Regions from separate parts of the Mus musculus genome. Here region 1 is linked to region 2. Evidence: chromatin contacts called from public HiChIP or PLAC-seq data. All regions are on one chromosome and are shown on one strand. Each heading gives the region's core, a stretch centred on a gene start, on an enhancer-like site or on the middle of the called end of the contact. The rest is flanking DNA. Distances are from core to core; before and after follow the strand shown. Region 1 overlaps Tspan9 (tetraspanin 9). Region 2 has its middle 9.4 kb from the start of Gm52919.

Region 1 (3,223 bases), core at 344-2,843, 640 kb before region 2:
GATTTGGGGTGGCCTGAGGCACCATGCTGTTAACTGCCGAACAAGCCTGGGGAGGGTGGGGAGTAGGCATTCCAGAGGTCACGGAGTTCCCTTCTACCAAAGGACCATTTTTAGTCCAGTGCACTGGTTCAGGAGGCAGAGAGCTGGAGTGCTTGCCTGGTATCAGCATTCCTCTTGGGGCTTTTTCCTGGGCCTGCCCTGTATGTGTTAGCCCATGATCTCCTGTGCATTCCAAGCTGCAGGGACAACAATCCGAGGAACAATTGTGTGCCTGTCGAGTGAAGCTTTCAGTCTGGGGACTCAGACCCTGACTCTTGCTGCCAAGAACCAGCGGGAACTGGTTGGATTGGTGAAAACCGGGGAACACAGAGTCATACAAGTATGCCCTGGTATACCTTCTCCCTGACACCTGCCGAGCCCCATCTCACCTGAAGCCGGTGGCTACCAGGCTAGGCAGAGCTCTTGGCCTAGAAGGTGCCTGATTGGGAAGAAAGCGCGCTTCTGCCAGGGTGCACCAGTGTGGGAGGGGCAGCAGTAGTAATCAATGTTTATGGACTGTTGAGTGATCGCTCTCCCTATACACGGCTGGCAGGTGCTCTGTGTCATCTGGGGCTCTTTGCCGTCCCAGCCACACATCATCTTGTGGCCCTTCTGGGAGCCGATCCTCAAGCTTTTTGCTTTCGGGGCACGGGCACCCTTGGGGGCAGGTGTGACACCCCCACCCATCTTAGTGCCACATGGGACACTACAGCCCATTTCAACAGGTGGAGAGACACTAGCTTCTGAGAAAGCTGATGGGCCTGGGAAGGGTGTGCATCAGGGGAGCCTCCCTGAGCAGGCGCCCTTTCCTCCTGGGGGTAGTGAGCCTGTCTTTAAGGGCTGTGTTGGAACAACACAGGGTAGGTGGCAAACAGTCCTTGCCCTTTGCTCTCTAGGACCGGCATCTTCCTGCACCCTTCAGTGAAGCCCAGGACAGATCCAGATTGAATCTGCTCACCCTTGAACCCTACCAACCCCATGTAGAGAGCAAGGCACTGATTCCATATGCCAAAGCCAGACCCCAGCGTCCCATCAGATGAGTCATACTCCAACAAAGGCACCAGGACCCTCCCAGAGACAAGAGGACAGCAAGCCCCGAGTGCCACCGCACACACACACACACACACCAAGCACAGTATTCTTAGTGTCTGTACAGAACTAGCCCATGCTGGAATCATCAAAATGTAACTGGGTTGTAGGTTGCAGGTGCCTTATGCAATGTTTATTTGGAGGAAAATTAGGCTTAGAAATATGGGTGTGATCTCCCTGTCACCCCTGAGCTGGGGACTGTGGAGTGGAGCTGTGAAGAAATTGGAGCTTGTGAGGAGAACAACATCCAGTGAAGAATGGCCAAGGAGTGGTCCTATTCAGTTTGAAATTCTGCACACACTCAACAGGCAGCCAAGCTGCCGAGGCCACCAGTCAAACCAATGGCGCTTACAACGGGCTGTGCCCATGCGAGAAGTGCAGAGCTCAGCTCCGAGGGTGGGAGGGGAGCAGTGCCCGTTCCCTCCAGCTAGAGTGACTTTCACTGTGAGACAGATGAGCAGCAGAGGGTGACTCAGAGGTGAAGGATGTAAAAGCCCTTTCCTAGGCCAGGAGACTTGGGAGAGAGCGTTGCTAAGTACACATGCTCAAATATTTAAAGGCCTGTCACACTCGTTCCTGGTGAGCCTCTCGGAAATGAGGACTGATGCATGTTAGCCACAGGGAAGTGGGATCTACAGTTAATAGACTCCTTCCCTGGAGTTATATGGAGGGAACTGGAATGCAGACTGCAGGCAAATGCTCAGATCAGATGTAGGGGGGCGCTTCATGGCTGCCTCCCCTCTGGCCCTAGCAAATCTCTGCAGCCACCATCCTCCTGCTGGCTGGGTGACTTTGGCAGAAGACTCTGCCTTTGTCCTTTCTTTTCCATGGGTATGGAGTTGGAAACGTGCTCCCCGGCTCCCCTCCTCACCAGCCAGCAGCCCGTCTGCCTCTCTTTATGGCTATGAGAATGAATGAGCTGCAGAGAAAGAGGGCCGCTTGCAATACAAAGTAGTAGCCCCTCTCCCACCCTGGTGAGTGGAGCGAATCCTCTCTGCTCCCCACTGCAAAGTTCTTAGCAGGTTGTCCTCTTTCAGGGCCAGGCAGGGCTCTTAAAAGGAGCCAGTGTGTCAGGTGGTGCAATTAAAATTGTCAGGATTGTCTCTCTTTTTTGCCTTATCTGCTAATTTATTAACTGCCATTATGTCTTGGGCACTGGGAGCCCTCGTGTTCCCATGTCTCCTGCTGTCCAAGAGGGGTTTCAGAGGCCCGGGGATGGTGTAGCGCTGCTGCTGGAATCTACACTCAGAGACCATGTCTGCAGCAGCTCTCTTCAGGTATAGGAGGTAGTGAGGCTGAAAAGGCCAGTGGTGTGCAGGGCTGTGTGCTAGGCTGGGAACACCATGTTAGGAGTTCCTGACGGGGTACTGGGGCTTCCAGGAGTGGAGAGGCCAGGGTTTAGAGGGAGCTTCTTTCTTGAGTGGGAATGTGGATGTGCATGTGCCCCCGTTCCTGAGCTCGCCCACCCACTCAACCCCCTACCCACCCACCTACCCACCAGTCGCTGAAGAAACATTCAGTGTTCCAAGTATTTTCTGGGTCCGGTGGTGGAAGGACAATGGAAGAGCACGAGTCTGATCCTCAAAAGGAGCTGTTTTTTTTTTTTTTTTTTTTTTTTTTTACGACAGAAGCCTTGGGAGGGGGCTAGCATGAACTCATGACCACGCCCTGGATCAGTCCACTCTGGGAGGGCCCATCTTTCCCCTTGTGAAGGGCTGGGTGGGTGGAGGTGATATGGAGTCTGACTAGATGGGGATAGAGTACCCAGACATGGGTGAATTTGGAGCAGCCGTGGCCCTGGAGAAATGGGTGCCTGTGTGGATGTCCTACCTGGGGGCAGAAATATGCGTTAACTTGACCAGTCAGTCAGTATAGCCAACCTGAAGATGAGATGTGGGCGGTTAGTATGTGGCTAGCAGTGAGGGGAGTTTGGTTGCAGGGCTAGCTTGGCCTGTCCACATTACTTTGGGGGCCTCCGTTTACCTGCTAGGCATGTGCTGGGTAAGTTCCTTGGAGACGAAGAAGCCTGAGACAGGCTGATAGACTCGTGTCGTCTAGGGAGCCTGCACCTTTCCTTTTGCAGGCCTAGGACAAG
Region 2 (3,149 bases), core at 438-2,937:
TTCAAGGGAGGCTCTGGATGGCGAGTGATCTCTAGGCTCTCAAGAAGGGCCTTGCTCTCCACAGAAGTTTGTTTACCTTTGGGTTGCTTGGCTTAGGTTAGATGTCCCATCATACTTGCAGAACGAATAAATGAATGGACCTTTTACCCATCTGGAAAGAACAAAGCTACCTTATCCACATGAGACAGGCTTATGTTTGAGCATTGATTTGTGACTCCCCTCAAGATACATTATTCAATAATCTAATTTTCTAACAGAAACGATGGAGCAGAGCCAGGTTCTAGCACCCTTTACCTCTACAACCAGGCTCTGCTTCTCAGACTTTTTCTTTTCTTTCTAAAAATAACTTCAATTTAATAATTATCACATGCTAGGAACTAAAGAGGTGCACAAAACAAACCAACAGTGGTTCCTATCCTGTCTAACAGAAGAAACTACAATTGTGGTTTGGGATGCCACATAAATGACAGCAACGGGACCTACAGAAAATTAAGGCACAGAGAGAATGGACCATTTCTGCAGAGACCTGGAAAACAGACAAGGGAAGAAACATGGTGTGTCTAAGTGATGGGGCAGGTGGTGCAAACGCTAGAGGCAAGCAGAGGGGATATGAAACTGTGCTGCACAGCTGGACAGAAGGGAGGCTGGAAGGGAAGAGAGGACCCTCTGTTTTGACTCAATGGCTAGATGCCATGTGCCAAATAAGAAAGCACTTGGGGGGTTCTGTGGGAAATCGGAACAGAGGGACTGGAATCAAACCTCAACGTTCCTTGCATACTCCAGATAAGAACCAGGCTTTGAGCCAGGGCCTGGGAAGAGGGCTGGCCTACATATCTCATTTTAGAGATGAGCAAACAGGACTGGGAGCTCTAGGTCTTCAGTGACACGCTTGCTTGGCCCGCAGGAGACCCTGGGTTTGATCCACAGCACTGCATAAAACCAAGTGTTAACTGTATAGTCCCACAATCCCAGCAACCGGGAGGTGGATCAGACATTTTAGGTCATCCTCAGTAGATTTAAGGCCAGCCTGGGACACACGAGACACTATCTCAAAAACAACCCCATACAACAAAAAAATGTATTTAGGTTGACAGAAGACAAGAGCTACGGTTGTGCCGGGCATAAAGGGCTCATGCCTGTAATCTTTCCTGCACTTCCACTCTAAAGGCTAGGGTAGAAAAAAAAGCCCTCACAAATTCTAGGCCTCCCTGAGCTGTAGGGTGAATTCTTTCTTGGCCAGCCAAGGCTAGGAGAGAACAGCCTTGTCTCAAATGAAGATGGCACGCTGATTCCTGGATCAGGCAGTGGCCAGGCCAGAACCCTTTCACTTCTTTGGGGTGATACCCTGGCCGGCTTGCCCTCTGCTGGGGTTCTGGTGGTGATGTCACGGAATGACTAATGGGAGCGGGACTTGCAAGCATCCTGATAGCAGAGGGGTCGCCCAGACCGGGGCCCCTGGAAGCGTGGGGCGGCAGCCCAGGAATGCACCCTAGCCTGCCTGAAGCCTGCACTCTCCCAGGCCCTACGGCGGGCTCCCGGGTAGGTGGCTCCGCCTTGGATCTTTTGCTTCCCTTAGCAGGCCTTACCTGCCTAAACAAACAGCCTGGGCCTCCCACCCGCTGCACGCCCGCCCCCGGGACAGGAAACAAGCGGTGACAGCTCCCGGCCCGCGCCTGCCGCCGACCCGCAGCCGGGTTAGCAACCCGGCGCCGCGGCGCTGCGATTGGCTGAGCGTGGCCCAAGAGGCGCCGCGCCGCTCCAATGGGCGGCCGCCGGAGGCCGCGGGGAGCGAGGTTTTACATGCCTGTGGTATTTGCTCAGAGGGGCATGACCACTTTGGGCAAGTCTTTAAATGTGAGTCAGCTTTCGGCTGATCCCTGGGAAAAATTCCTTCGGTGTTGTCAGGCAGGGTTCGCTAGCTGTAGCTTTTTTTTTTTTCCGCCCCCAACAATTCAAAAGGGATAATCCTACTGAATGGGGGAAGGCATTCGGACCCTGTCCGGGGTCCCCAACCAGAGGCCCCTTTAACTCTGAGGTGGGGCCCCTCCTCGAAGCTGATTTCTGCAGGGTCAGGACCCTAGCCCTCTTCCCCCCACCGCCCCCATCGCGTGCCCCATAGCGACTTCAGCATTGCACACAAGGGCCAGGGGGCACCCAGGCCTCAGGGGACGCAGCGCCATAAGACAGCAGGAAGGCTTGCTTCCCAGGGCTGCCTCTTGGCCCTCTCAGATTCCAGGCTTGGATCCAGCATAGGGGTGGTCACTTACCACCTCTCTAAGCTTAGATTCCTCTTTGGCAAAGCAAAAGACTTATGCTAGTTTGGTCTTTCCAGCTTGCTTGGGCAAGCCCTTTTTGCATTCTTGGCCTCAGTTTCCACGGAAGAGGGTCAAGTTGATGTGGAAGCGTCCCGAAGCATCCTTCCAGTTCTATTTGTGCCCCTCGGGAAGCCCACGAGCTTGGGGTTCACACAGCCCGGTTTCTCACTACACAACTGCGGAGAGACGCCACGTGTCATCTCAGAGACATCCAGCAGCCGGGTGTGAAGGGGGTGGGGGCCACCAAAAAAAAAAAAAAAAAAGGCTAAAGGCTGAAGGAAATAAGCAGGCACTTGAGGATTTACGTGTAATTTGGTTTTAAATGAACATCTTGTGCAGAAGAAGAGGCAATTTGGCACCTGCTGCTGGTGAGTTAATAGCTTAGGCACTTGGTAACGGCCACAATACTGCGAAGAGACCATTAGTGGATGTGGCATGTGGCAGAGCGTTATGGGCAGGGCTGCTAGCTTGGGAAGCCTCCCTCGGAAGACAAGGCAGGCGGCAGTGCTTTGCCTGCTTTAGGGGGCTTTAGTGGAGCCCTTAAAGCCTTGCATTTCATGGGAGCACAGGGTGCTTCTCTGTGTTACCAGCGTGGTTTGCCATAAAAAGCTCTGTTCTCTGCTGCTCATCGGCTGTGACCATGGGCAGGTCACTAGCCTGCCTTGGTCTCCTCTTCCCTAGCTGTAAAGATGTGTTAATCCCATTGCCTTCCTAACATCCCCTGACCTCCCCAAGCCCTGATCTCCATGATTAAATATATACACCATTACTTTAGAACTGCTGAACACCGGGGCTCTTTAGGCAGTTATTTATGTTGAAGTTTTTGTTTGTTTG

What was found. HiChIP or PLAC-seq counts read pairs in DNA pulled down with a chosen protein or histone mark.
Region 1: a contact with region 2 is called in a FOXA1 HiChIP or PLAC-seq map of pancreatic cancer cells. The contact joins two enhancer-like sites. A contact is called at or near these places in 1 of 484 Hi-C or Micro-C datasets (the HL-1 cell line) and 1 of 115 datasets of contacts at active chromatin or transcription factors (pancreatic cancer cells).

The regions. Positions count from the first base shown.
Region 1 is chr6:127,972,566-127,975,788 of GRCm38.p6, reverse strand. The region is part of intron 1 of Tspan9 (tetraspanin 9); the gene reads left to right. Among named protein-coding and RNA genes, the nearest start is that of Gm15870, 29 kb to the right of the region's middle. Within about 2 kb of position 1,593, at least 47 of the 459 cell types and tissues checked have an H3K27ac peak or open chromatin away from gene starts, as enhancers often do. A contact at or near this core is called in the HL-1 cell line and pancreatic cancer cells, where this site is marked.
Region 2 is chr6:127,328,974-127,332,122 of GRCm38.p6, reverse strand. No RefSeq gene overlaps it. Among named protein-coding and RNA genes, the nearest start is that of Gm52919, 9.4 kb to the right of the region's middle. Within about 2 kb of position 1,687, at least 227 of the 459 cell types and tissues checked have an H3K27ac peak or open chromatin away from gene starts, as enhancers often do. A contact at or near this core is called in the HL-1 cell line and pancreatic cancer cells, where this site is marked.